Linked DNA regions of Gossypium hirsutum: region 2 is linked to region 1. The links are chromatin contacts, called in public Hi-C maps. All regions are on one chromosome and are shown on one strand. The core of a region is the stretch at or near the end of the contact, and the rest is flanking DNA. Distances in the headings are between cores, read along the strand shown. Region 1 has its middle 44 kb from the start of LOC107916784. Region 2 has its middle 57 kb from the start of LOC107918156.

Region 1 (6,132 bases), core at 1,793-4,292:
TAAATACGAAATCGACTACGTTAATATTATATAGTCCAAATTGAAATAAATAGATACCTCTTCTTCTGATCATAGGTCTAATAGAAGCCGTATATCTTGTAGCTCAATAGGAAATCCCACGTGACTTGGCCCATGGTTCCACCTATTTAAATAACTTTTTAACATAATAATTTAAATTTAAATCAATTTTATTATGGTAATATCTAATGAATTTTACCTTGTTACGAGTGGCAATGTATATATTTAGTTTGCTTGAGGATGTAAAAATGGCAACCGATACCGTGCCCATGATTGCAGTAACAGAATGCAACCACCAATTTTGGTTTTTCGTGGTTGCATCACCCGATACATCTCCCGGTATAATGTCACAAACACAGCAGACCCTCAACTTAGTTAGCTCGCTCCTCTAAAGTTTATGAGTTTCAACAGCCACCTTAGATGGACGAGTTTTCGTGACTTGTTTGGCATTAAGAAACCCCCGATGATCTAAAGGATGTACGCCCAAGCGTGTCATTCTTTTTTGACTTCAGTCAAATCCTCATCCAGGCCCAACGAAATTTCTTCATAATCAACTCATTTTGATCCAACCTTCGTAAATCGTCTTCAGAACCGAACCCAAAAGTTCACCACATACGCCTTCCTAATCAACAGAGTGAACAGACCCGATGACTACCAACCCATCCACCAGTAACCCTAACTATAAAAGCACATTGTCCAGAATGATAGTACACTCACTACATGAAAGATGGAGTGTATGTCTCTTGAGTCTCCACCTCTCCAACAATGCGCTTACGAGTTTCGGGTCCAACTTACACCTCTAACCTACAAAGGTCACGTGCCAAAAATCGACTTCCCTCAAGTACGGTTCGATCAACAGTGATGGAGGAACGAGTAGATTACGAATATGGCATTGTAAAATTCGATCTTCTGCCTATTTACGTAAAAAATTAAAAAATATTAAGTTAAAATATAACAGTGAAATAAAAAAATGAAACAAAATTAAAATTTATTAAAAAAATTATTCTTACCATTTGCAATTGTTTAACAGAAATGTGCTTGTCTTTATAATGGATTAGAGAACCGACCATTGTTAATTATTTAACACGAATTAATTTTTAATAAAAAATATTTTCAGAAAATATTAAAAAATTTAATAAAAAATATAATCTAGATAGAAATAGAATTTAAGTAATAAATTTAAGAAAGAATTTTGAGAGAATTTCGAGAGTGGTTTGAGAATTTTGAGAGATCTTTTAGGGAATATTGTGAGAAATGAGTAAGGGTGGGGGGTTTATAGTTTTTTTACCATTGGGAGGGCAACAGTTATTTTAATTAGCCATTAGGGGGAACGTGTCCAACTGAAAGCATTTTACTGGTAACACGCGGAAAGCGCTTCCAGCTGGAAGCATTTTACTGGTAACACGCGGAAAGCGCTTCCAGCTAGAAGCGTTTTTCTACATTCCACCTAAAAATGCTCCCAACTGGAAGGGTTTTCCCTAAATCAACCTATTCCTGTAATTTTTCCAAAAATCGGCCTAATCTAGTAATTTTGAAATATTTTCGGCATTTTTGAGTAATAAAGTTCATATGATAGAATTCAAACCTACACCAATCGCATTAGTAAAACCTTTAATTTACCATTAACTAAAGCTTTATTTTGAGATATTTTATACATTTTAATTTTATTATGCACACACTATTATCTCCATCAATTTTTTTTAGTATTGTTTATTTTATGTATTTATGTGTTTAACTTTTGTTTTACTCATAATTTAATCTAATTTTTTTTATTTTAATATTGTACACATTTCATGTGTTATTTTGATTTATTAGTTTCAAACCATATGTTTTATTATTTATTGTATGTTATTCTTAAATATACATTTATGTTCTAAATTTATGGTTTTTATATATATACATGTGTGATAGGATTTTTGGTATATTTTAATTAACTTAATAACGATTACTTGCATTAATTACTTATAAGAAAACATAATTTTTTCAAATAATAAAAATAATTAAATGCATATATTCAAGTACAATGCTCGTAATTTAGAAAACTAATATATATATATAGATATATGTAAAAGTATATGTTTGAAGAAACTTTTCAACTAATAAAATTTTCTTTATTGTTTATTATATTACTAAATTAACATTAAAAATATATTAATATATTACTAATTATTATGTGATAATAACAAAAGTAAGATTAATTAACATTATTATATTAATGTGAAATTAATTAACATGGCAATATATTTTTAAATTTCAATAGAAATAATAACATTATTTTCATATATATTATTAATTAATAAATTATTATAATATTAAAATTATTAAAATTAATTATATATTTTATTTGTTTTTAAAATTATTAACGATTAATATTATTTTTACTTAACTAAAATTACATTATTTAATAAATTAATTAAATGATTAAGCAGATAAAATCTCGTTAAATATATGTGACAACAAAAATTAGTGATTATCAAAATAGTTAATTTTTACTAATTTGTCAAATAAAAAGAAATCCAACTTGGCCTAATGAGTTTAATTTTTTTAACAAACGAACAGTATTAATATATTTAGACTAAGACTTTGTTTAACAATTTATTGAAAAAATTAAATCCATTGTAATTAAATATTTTCAATAATTTAATATTTTAAGTACGTGTGATCATTTGTGGTAGAAAATAAATGATAGGATTTTTAATTTAAAAAAAAAAGTGAAAAATGATAAGCACATAATGAGATACTTATTACTTAATGTAAAAAAAATTTCAATTATTTTTATTTTATTAACTAAAATCTTTAAATTTCTAAAAGGTACATCTATCATACAATCCAATTCTATTTTGTACTTAATTTTAAAAATTATACTAAATAAATTTTATAATTTAAATTCAATAGTTAAACTATAATACATAATTTTTCAATTTATCAAACACCACCTAAAACTCCCATTATATTAGTGTTTTCATCCGGTGTGTTGGCCTCCATAGTACAATTTGCTCTCCACCTTAGCTCACTAGGCTGTTTAGAGCAGCTTCAGTTGAGGGATGGTGCCTCATTGGTTCACAATTTTTGACTGGCCATTAGCGGAGATAGCACATTTCCAATGGAACGTTGTAATTTTTATTTTATTGTTCCCTTACTTTTAATTTTAAGTTATTATCAAATAAAATTGAGAACTAGAGTCTGCCTTGTAGCACGAATTAGGGTTTTTTCTTTGGTCTGTTTTCTAGCATGAATAGTATTCTTTAGGGTTTGGATCTTGCTGCCGCCTTGAGGTATGACATGGATAATATTGATCTGGTGGATACAGATCTTGCTAATCTCAATATTATGGGTGAAGAGGAAGATCCCATGCTGGTTTTGGGAGAAGATACTGCTGTGGAACATTTGTATAAACTGTGCTTGGTAGGGAGAGTTCTTACTGATAGTATTGTGAATTTTCCTGCATTAAAAAATACTTTAGCCGATTTATGGCACCCGTTGAGAGGGGTGACCATTACTGAGATGGAGGATGAGAGGATTTTATTCAGATTTTACAGTGAAATTGATTTGAATTGAGTCCTGGATAGTCTACCATGGTTTTTTAATCGCCATCTTATTATCTTTCACAAATTAGTAGGGGGTGAAGACCCTAATTCAGTTCCCTTTTGGCATACGATCTTTTGGGTTCAGGTACACAATTTACCTATGGGTTACACATAAGAGGAAACGGCACGTCAAATTGGAGATTTTGTTGGTAAATTTGTGGAATATGATTCATCATTGATGACAAGAGGGGTTAGTAAATTCATGAGAATTAGGTCTATAATTGATGTTCGTTTACCACTTAAAAGGAAGAAGTGCATAGGCATTGGGCAGAATAGATTCATTTATGTTTTATTCCAGTATGAAAGGTTGTCACTTTTTGTTTTATTTGTGGCCGACTGGGTCATGGTGAAAATTATTGCAAGGTCAGATTAAGAATGGGGAATCAGCATATGGAATTTGGATGGGATTTGACATTACGTGCTGCACTAAGACGAGGAAGACAAGTAGTGAGCAAGTGGATTAGAGAGGAGTCAGATATAGATAAATGGCAGGACATGAAAATAGATAGGGAAAGAAGCGTAAGGAAAGCTGGAGGGGAGGCTACAAATAATAATGAGGAGAAAGAGGAAGTGGGCCCCTGGGGATGTTTCACACGATAGCTTAGGAAAAATCTGAACATAAGGAGCCAAGTTATTACGATCCAGTTGGAGGTAAGGGGGTAGAAGAGGATTCAGAAGACATGTTAATGGAAATCGTGGATGGTAAAAAATGGCAAAGGATTAATGTAGAAAGGGGAATCTCTAGGGATTTTAGGAAACTATCGAAAGAGGGTTTGGAGAACGATATATCGGCGGCCACTCATAAGGTGGCTGACCGGGCATAATGAAATTTCTTAGCTGGAATGTTCGTGGGTTGGGGCAACCACGGACAGTTCGACGTCTCAAAAACAAATTGAGATATATTCGACCCCAAATTTTGTTTCTTATGGAAACAAAGGTTTCGAGCAAACGAATGGAGGCAATAAAAAGGCAATGTGGCTTTTTGAATGGAATCGACATAGATGCAATTGGCACGAGAGGAGGATTGTCATTAGGATGGAAAGAGGGTTTGAATTTAACTTTGAAAAGCTTTTCAAAATCTTACATTGATGTGGAGGTGGCGAATGAAGATGAGTTAGATACATGGAGGTTTACAAGATTTTATGGAGCGCCAGTGGAGCAAGAAAGAAGAGAATCATGGGACTTACTAAGATTTTTAAAAAGCAAAAATAACAAGCCCTGGCTGGTTACCAGAGATTTTCACGAAATTTTTTTTTCTTTTAAAAAGAAAGGGGGAAGAATTCGGGAGGAAAGACAGATGGCTTCATTCAGGGAGGCAATTGAATACTGTGAGTTATACGATTTGGGGTTTTCGGGACAATGATACACTTGGGAAAGAGGTCGTCTGCTTGACAACAATATTAGGGAGAAACTTGATAGGGGTAGCTAACTCAGAATGGTGGGATCTTTTCCCAGGGTATAAAGTCTGTCATTTGCAACACAATTTTTCAGATCATTGTCCAATCATGGTAGAAACCGGTAGGGAGGAGGGATTGCGAGGAAGGAGACAACAAGGTCATTTTTGATTTAATGCAGACTAGATTCTGGAGGCAGGATTTGAGGAGCGATTAAAATGGGAGTGGAACTCAAATAATCTGGATGTGTTGGAGAAACTAAAGAACTTGGGGTTAACTTTGAGTAATTGGGTAAAACAGGAGAAAACGCAGACCGAACGACGAACGAAAGAACTAAATGATAGGTTGAGCAAATTAGGAGCAGGCGAAATTAGTGATAAAGTGTTGGAGGAAATTACAAACATTAAATTAGAGTTGAATTTTGAAGCGGATAAGGAGGAACTGTTCTGGGAACAAAGAGCAAGAGTTAATTGGCTTCGTATGGGGGATAGAAATACGACATTCTTTCATAAGAGTGCGACACAACGAAAAAGAAAAATCTAATTGCGGGGTTAGAAAATGAAGCGGGGAATTTTATTACCAATATGGAGGGAGTCACTAATTTGGCTACCGAGTATTTCAACGAGCTGTTCTCATCTACAGAGGTAAGTAATTGTGATACAGTGTTTGAGTCCTTTTTGCCATGCATTACGAAGGAACATAACAGTATGCTAATCACAATATTTAAAGTAAAAGAAGTTGTTGAGGCGATAAAATCTATAGCACCCCTCAAGGCATCAGGGAAGGATGGGTATCCGGCAATATTCTATCAAAAGTACTGGCATATAATAGGGGAGGATGTGACTACATATTGTTTGGATGTTCTCAAATGGACGAAGAAGCGTAGAAGAGATAAATTAAACAAGCATTGTTCTTATTCCCAAAGAAAAGTCACCAAAGTCAATGACTAAGTTTCTCCCCATTAGTTTTTGCAAGGTGATCTACAAAATTATCTCAAAGGTACTTGTTTACAGTGCTGGACTTATGCATTGAAGACACACAAAGGGCGTTTGTACCGGAAAGGAAAATCACAGACAACATTTTCGTGGCATACGAAATTTTGCATTCATTCAAAAGAAAGAGAGGAACAACGA
Region 2 (6,132 bases), core at 1,548-4,047, 130 kb before region 1:
TGGGGGGGGAACGTCCTGACTTGGACACAGTTTTGCTTAGCGCGTTGAACTGGAAACGCTTGACTGATCAGAGGGGAAATGCTTCCAGCTGGAAGCGTTTTTTTGAGTTTCTCTTGAAAACAACACCGGCTGGGTGCGTTTTAGCAAAAAAGGCCCATTTTCGTCATTTTTAAAGAAACTGTCCCATTTTTTTTTAATTTTGAAAAATAAATGGCTTTATTTGGTAATTTGGTCAAAGTAAAATGTATGTTGCTATTTTTAAAAATTTAACATTTTAATTAGTATTTCCATTAAGAGAAATCAATCCAACTATTTTTCAAGCAGTTGATGGTTAAATTTGTCTCTTTTTTAAAAGTTGATGACCAAATTTAACTAAAAAAAGAATAAGAGTCAAATTGAAAAAAAATATAAATATTAAAAGTTAAATTTGACATTATACCTAAATATTTTAATAGTTACAAAGAAGTAATCAAATTAGGCTTAATTGCAAATTTACTCTCAATGTTTAACTATTTTTTCATTTTTGCTCTTATTCTTTTTTTTTTGGATCAATTGCACCCTATCGTTTCATTTTTGGATGGAAATATTGAAATCATCATTAATTGACTAATGGCCAATGTCAATAGCTGATGTGACATGACACATTTGATTAATTATTTATGTCCCATTTTTTATCTAATCTGAAAAAATCATTTAAAAAGTATAAAATTATTAAAAATAAAAAATTAAAAATAAAACAAATTCTAAAAATATTTTTTTCAAACTTTTAAAATTAATAAATAAATCTCTAAAAAATTTAAATCATAAAATAATAGAAAACTTATAAAAAATATAAATTATTAAAAATTTGTTTCACGTTTTTATCTTCTCCCCTTCCCCTTTTCTTTTTCTTGTTTCTCCATTTATCTTGGCCACGGGCAACATGCATCATCACCGCCAGAGCTCTGAACAACCCCTTCTAAAACCAAAATGAATCTCTCTTCATCATCTTTGTCGTCCAACGGTTTAGATTTCCCTAGAAAATGTCCAAAAATATCAAAAACATGAACAAAAGTTTGAAGCAAAAACTTTGATTTGTCGCTGTTCATCGTTAGATCGCCCTAAGATTGGAATATGTTACTCTCCTCAACCTCTTATGCACTCTCATCGTTTGGATCTTGCAGCAGATGCTCCGAGCCCGTAAAACTAGATAACCCGAAATGAATCTTTGCTTCTTTTTTTTAGTTTATACCTTGTGTGAGTTTATTGTTATTTTTGTATGGTTTCAGTTTCGGTATAGTTTAGAGAGTGATGTTTATGGAGGTTGTGAAAATAGTGATGAGTTGAGGGGGTGGTGGGCAATGGCTGGAGGTTTGATGATGGTGAAGATCAAATGGAGGGAGAAAGAGGGACGTATATAATGGTGGGATGATGGTGTAAAGTGGCGGGTATAAATTGATTTAAACGTTAAGTATTCACCAAATTGGAGAAAGTCATTCGAAAATTAAAAGTGAAAGCATATGTATAAGTAAAACTAAAAAATGAATTGGATAACTATGAAATTATTCGTTTTAGAGAGAAACATTGGAAATGGAGACGAAAAATTCTGCCAACGGTACTGATAGAAAATCTTGCACCGGTGGTGATTGAAATACTAAAAAAGTTAGATTCAAGGAAGTGATCAATGGAGAAATCAACAATATGGTTGTTGATTCTGACCAGCAGTCGATTATGTCTTTTAAAGACAAACTTTTGGGGGGATATGTTGCCTCCTCTGATAAAAATCTTGAAGGGAATTTTGAAAAGAATGAGAGTGAATTTGAATTAATGGATGGAGATGTTAATACGTCCATGGTTAATGGGATTTTGGCAATCATATTCTAGGATCGTGTCAAAGACATACTGTTCAAGGAGATGGAGTTGATAGTGATTCTCAAGCTGCTAGGGCGCAATATCGGATACAATGTGCTTCACAACTGTATACTTAATCTATGAAAACCTGCAAAAACTTTTCATCTAATGGATATCACTAATGGATATTTTTTGGTTAAGTTTCAGAATATTGACGATTATAACAAAGTCTTAGTTCAGGGCCCATGGATCATTTTTGGTCAATACCTTATGGTATAACCATAGACGAAATCTTTAATCCAGCATAACCTTATCCTAGCATGGTGATGGCCTAGATTCGATTGCAGGGTCTTCCGGGTTACCTATACAAAAGACAAATCATTGAAGCTAGTGGAGGGTTAATCAGAAAAGTAGTCAAGTTAGATTTACAAACTGATAATAGAACAAGAGGACGATTTGCCTATTTAGTTGTGTTCATCAATTTTGATAAACCACTAATCTCTCAGGTTTTGGTTGATGTCGCCGTGCAACGGGTTGAATACGAGGCTCTTCCAATGATTTGCTTCAGTTACAAAAAATATAAGTATGTAAATGAGTTGTGTCTATCGGTGAGGGTGAATCTGGCTTCAGGTAGCCCTGTGACTGCGGTGATAGCGTCTTCCGATGATGACATCAGTAAGGACGGTGAAGGGAAGAAAGTTGATTACGAGCCATGGATGTTGGTGGAGAGAAAGTCATGACGTGGTCAATAGGATTCTCGGACTAATAGGGTAACAAATTTGGGAAAGGGAACGTTGGGATCTAGGTTTGCGCCGTTGATTGCGGAAGATGTCTCAGGTGGCGTACTTAGGTGGTTTGTTGGGGATTTTTTGGAGGAGAAGGATGATGACCATGCAGCTGTGGATATGAGAAGTGTTGGTGCTAGGGTTAATTCTAAATGGGTTTTGGGTGAGGTTAATACTAAAGCGATTTTGGGTCAAGTTGTTGAAGTAGACCGTAGGGCTGAGGTAGGCTTTAGGCCTTTGGTTGGGCCTGTCTTGGGCTCAAGTTCCAACAGATCAGAAAATTTTAAAAACGAGTCAGATTGAGGGGGTCTTAGTTTTAAATCGCTGGGAAAAAGGCCTGTGGAGTCAGATGGGCTTCCTCAAAAAGATAATGACCTGATTAACAATTTTACCTTTTTTAATTCTAGTTCTCTTCTTTCGCTTGCAGGTCTAGCACAATTTAAAATGGGCGATGCACAGATTAATGGGTAATCGATGGAGAAGCGTGGTGGGCTAAGAAGGGAAATGACCTGTTGATTTAATTTCTAGTGGCCTGGATAACACATTAGTGAAGGGACAAAATTTTATTTTGGATAAAAAAGGCCTTGGTGGAATGTCTTCTAACGATTTTTCAGAATAGGAATATGTAGAAGTACATTCGGCTTCTTCAGAGAATGAGGGGAATAAATTGGTTCTCAATAACCCCATGTTCGAAGGCCCTTATGAAACTGTGGTTAAATTAGATAAGAACCTTTTAGACCCAAATCACTATTCGACTGTTATTTTCAATGAAAATAATGTGTCAAAATCACTCAAAGATAATAAGAAAAAGACTTTGGTTAATACTAATAAATCTTTTTCTATTTCCAGAAGGGGTGGTTCTGAGAATAAAGTTGGTAATAATCGCGGTGGACCTCCTCTTAATCGCACGTTTAAAGAAAATGAAGGAAAATTAAAAACGCTGGAATTTCTCGAATTCCTTTGACAGAAGTTATAAGCTCCATGGCTAATCTTATCAATTCGCAAGTTGGGCTTAGGGCAGATGAAACTAGTGGTAATGCTGATGGATAGATTGCTGGCCTTGGTTCTACATTTGTATAATATGGTGGTATTTTTAATTGGGTTACTTTTAAATTTTATTTTTAAAATGAATTTTACTATTTTCAGTTGGAATTGTCAAGGTTGTGCTAGTTTAAATTCCCTCGTTTTTGTTGGGAGTATAACAGAGAGCTTAGACCTGATTTAGTTGGCCTTTTAAAAATAAGAGTAAGTGGTGTTAAAGTTGATTCTGTTATTGCTAAACTCGATTTTGATTTTTTACACCGTGTGAAGGCTGTGGGTTTCTCTGGTGGAATTTGGATAGGATGGAAAGATACTATCTCTGTGGATATTTTGGGTAATCATTCCCAATTTATTTTACTTAAAATTTCTGGAAATTCTTATCGACAACCGGTTTTGGTTACTTTTGTGTCTGGTAGTCCTAATGGTCAGAAGCGAAAGTAGTTATGGAAAGCTTTGAAATATACCGTGCCGGTGGATGGGACTCGGTGGTTAGCGATTGGTGATTTTAACGCTATCATTGTTTCTTGTGAAAAAAAAAAGGTGGTCGGGTCATTGGGAAAAGATGTGCTCTCTTTAGTGAATTCATGGATTCCATGGGGCTGCATGATTTGAGGTTTAGTGGTCCAAACTTTACTTGGAGTAGAGGAGGAGTTTTTGAGAGACCGGATAGAGAAATCTGTAATAATGCTTGGAGCCTTAAGTTTCCTTTGTCAAAAGTCTTGCATTTACAAAAGCTTAAATCGGATCATATGCCCTTTAAATTATCTCTTTTACCTGATGTTGAGTCTTCCTCAAGGAGGCCTTTTCGTTTTTTGACCAGTTGGGTTGAGCATTCGAATTTTTTGAATTTTATTAAAAAAAATTAAAATTTTTGGGGGGATATGTCAAATACCCCATGCTACTTTCACTGATCAAGTGAAATTATGGAATAAGGAGGTTTATGGTCACATTACGCATTAGAAGAATATTTTGAAGAAAAAGTTGGATAACGTTCAAAAGGCGATTGATCGAAAAAGCTCTTTTTTTTAATCAAGTTGAATTTAAAATTCGAGAAGAGCTGGAGTCAGTATTACATCACGAGGAGCTTTTATGGAGACAGAAGGCTAGGTGTGACTGGTTAGTTTTTTGGGACCGGAATACAAGATTCTTTCATAGGCGAACTTTACAGAGAATGAAGCATAATCATATTGTTGCCCTTAAAAATCAAGTGGGGGAATGGGTTATAAATGAGGAAGATTTAAAGCAGGAAGCAGTCAATTTTTATAAGAATCTTTATAGAGAGCAATCAAGAAAAACGGGCAGTCTTGGGTGTGGTGCCTTCCCGTCTCTCGAGTAGGAAGAGATCTAATTCCTTAGCATGCTTATAACTGACGAGGAGATTAAGAAGGCCTTTTTTGATATGGCACCTTTAAAAGCTCCAGGTAGTGATGGTCTTCATGCTATTTTCTATCAGAGGCAGTGGAAACTTGTTGGTCCTTCTATTTGTGAGTGGGTTAAATGGGTTTTCTCTAGTGATAACATTGATTTAGACCTTAATAATTCACTTATTGTCCTTATACCTGAAGTACAACATCTGGAATGTTTCTCGCAGTTTCGCCCTATGAATCTTTGTTCAGTTTTTTACAAGCTTGTGATGAAGGTTATTGCTAATAGATTTAAAGTGGTTTTTCCAAAGATCATTGCACCAAAACAAGTAGGATTTGTCGTAGGAAGGAACATAAATGATAATATCATCATTGCACAAGAAGCTATACATTCTATGAAGAGTAAGCAAAAGAATAAAAGATGGATGGCCATTAAAATTAATCTCGAAAAGGCCTATGATTGTGTTCATTGAGATTTCATCGATGCTTCTCTACAGGCTATATGTATTCCTAACTTTCTACGTAATGTTATTATGTCTGCTATTTCAGGTTCAATTATGCAGGTTCTTTGGAATGGAGTGCCATCCTAGAAATTCAAGCTGGCACGAGGAGTGCGTCAAGGATGGCCACTTTCACCGAACCTTTTCATTTTGTGTATGGAGTGGTTAGGGCATAGTATCTACGTGGCTATGGCAGAAGGTAGATGGTCACCTATCCTACTGACTAGATCAGGTCCGTCCCTTTCTCATATTTTTTTCACAGATGACTTGATTCTTTTTGGCAAGGCAGAGGAGGAGCAGGCACAAGTTGGTTATCAATGAAATTTTAGACACTTTTTTTAGTACTTCGGGACATAATGTTAATCTGTAAAAGTCAAATATGTTTTTCTCTAAAGGGGTAATGAAGATATTCAGAGGTGTATTAGTGGTTTTTTTGGGTTCCAAGTGGTGCAGAATCTTGATTCGTATTTAGGGATTCCCCTATTTCATTTTATGAGTAATTCTTTGCGCTTTGTCATTGATAAGATGCCGAGTAAACTTTGTAGTTGGGACGCTAGACAACTTTCTCTAGCAGGTAGAATTACTTTAGCTCAATCGATCTTACTCTCAATT

The links. A called contact is a pair of places that touch in the nucleus more often than the background predicts.
Region 2: a contact with region 1 is called in a Hi-C map of leaf, with 2.4 times the contacts expected there. The contact joins two enhancer-like sites. A contact is called at or near these places in 12 of 34 Hi-C or Micro-C datasets (callus, hypocotyl, leaf and 1 more).

Annotation. Positions count from the first base shown.
Region 1 is chrA01:42,148,836-42,154,967 of Gossypium_hirsutum_v2.1, reverse strand. No RefSeq gene overlaps it. Among protein-coding and RNA genes, the nearest start is that of LOC107916784, 44 kb to the right of the region's middle. Within about 2 kb of position 3,042, at least 7 of the 9 cell types and tissues checked have an H3K27ac peak or open chromatin away from gene starts, as enhancers often do. A contact at or near this core is called in leaf, where this site is marked.
Region 2 is chrA01:42,279,501-42,285,632 of Gossypium_hirsutum_v2.1, reverse strand. No RefSeq gene overlaps it. Among protein-coding and RNA genes, the nearest start is that of LOC107918156, 57 kb to the left of the region's middle. Within about 2 kb of position 2,797, at least 9 of the 9 cell types and tissues checked have an H3K27ac peak or open chromatin away from gene starts, as enhancers often do. A contact at or near this core is called in leaf, where this site is marked.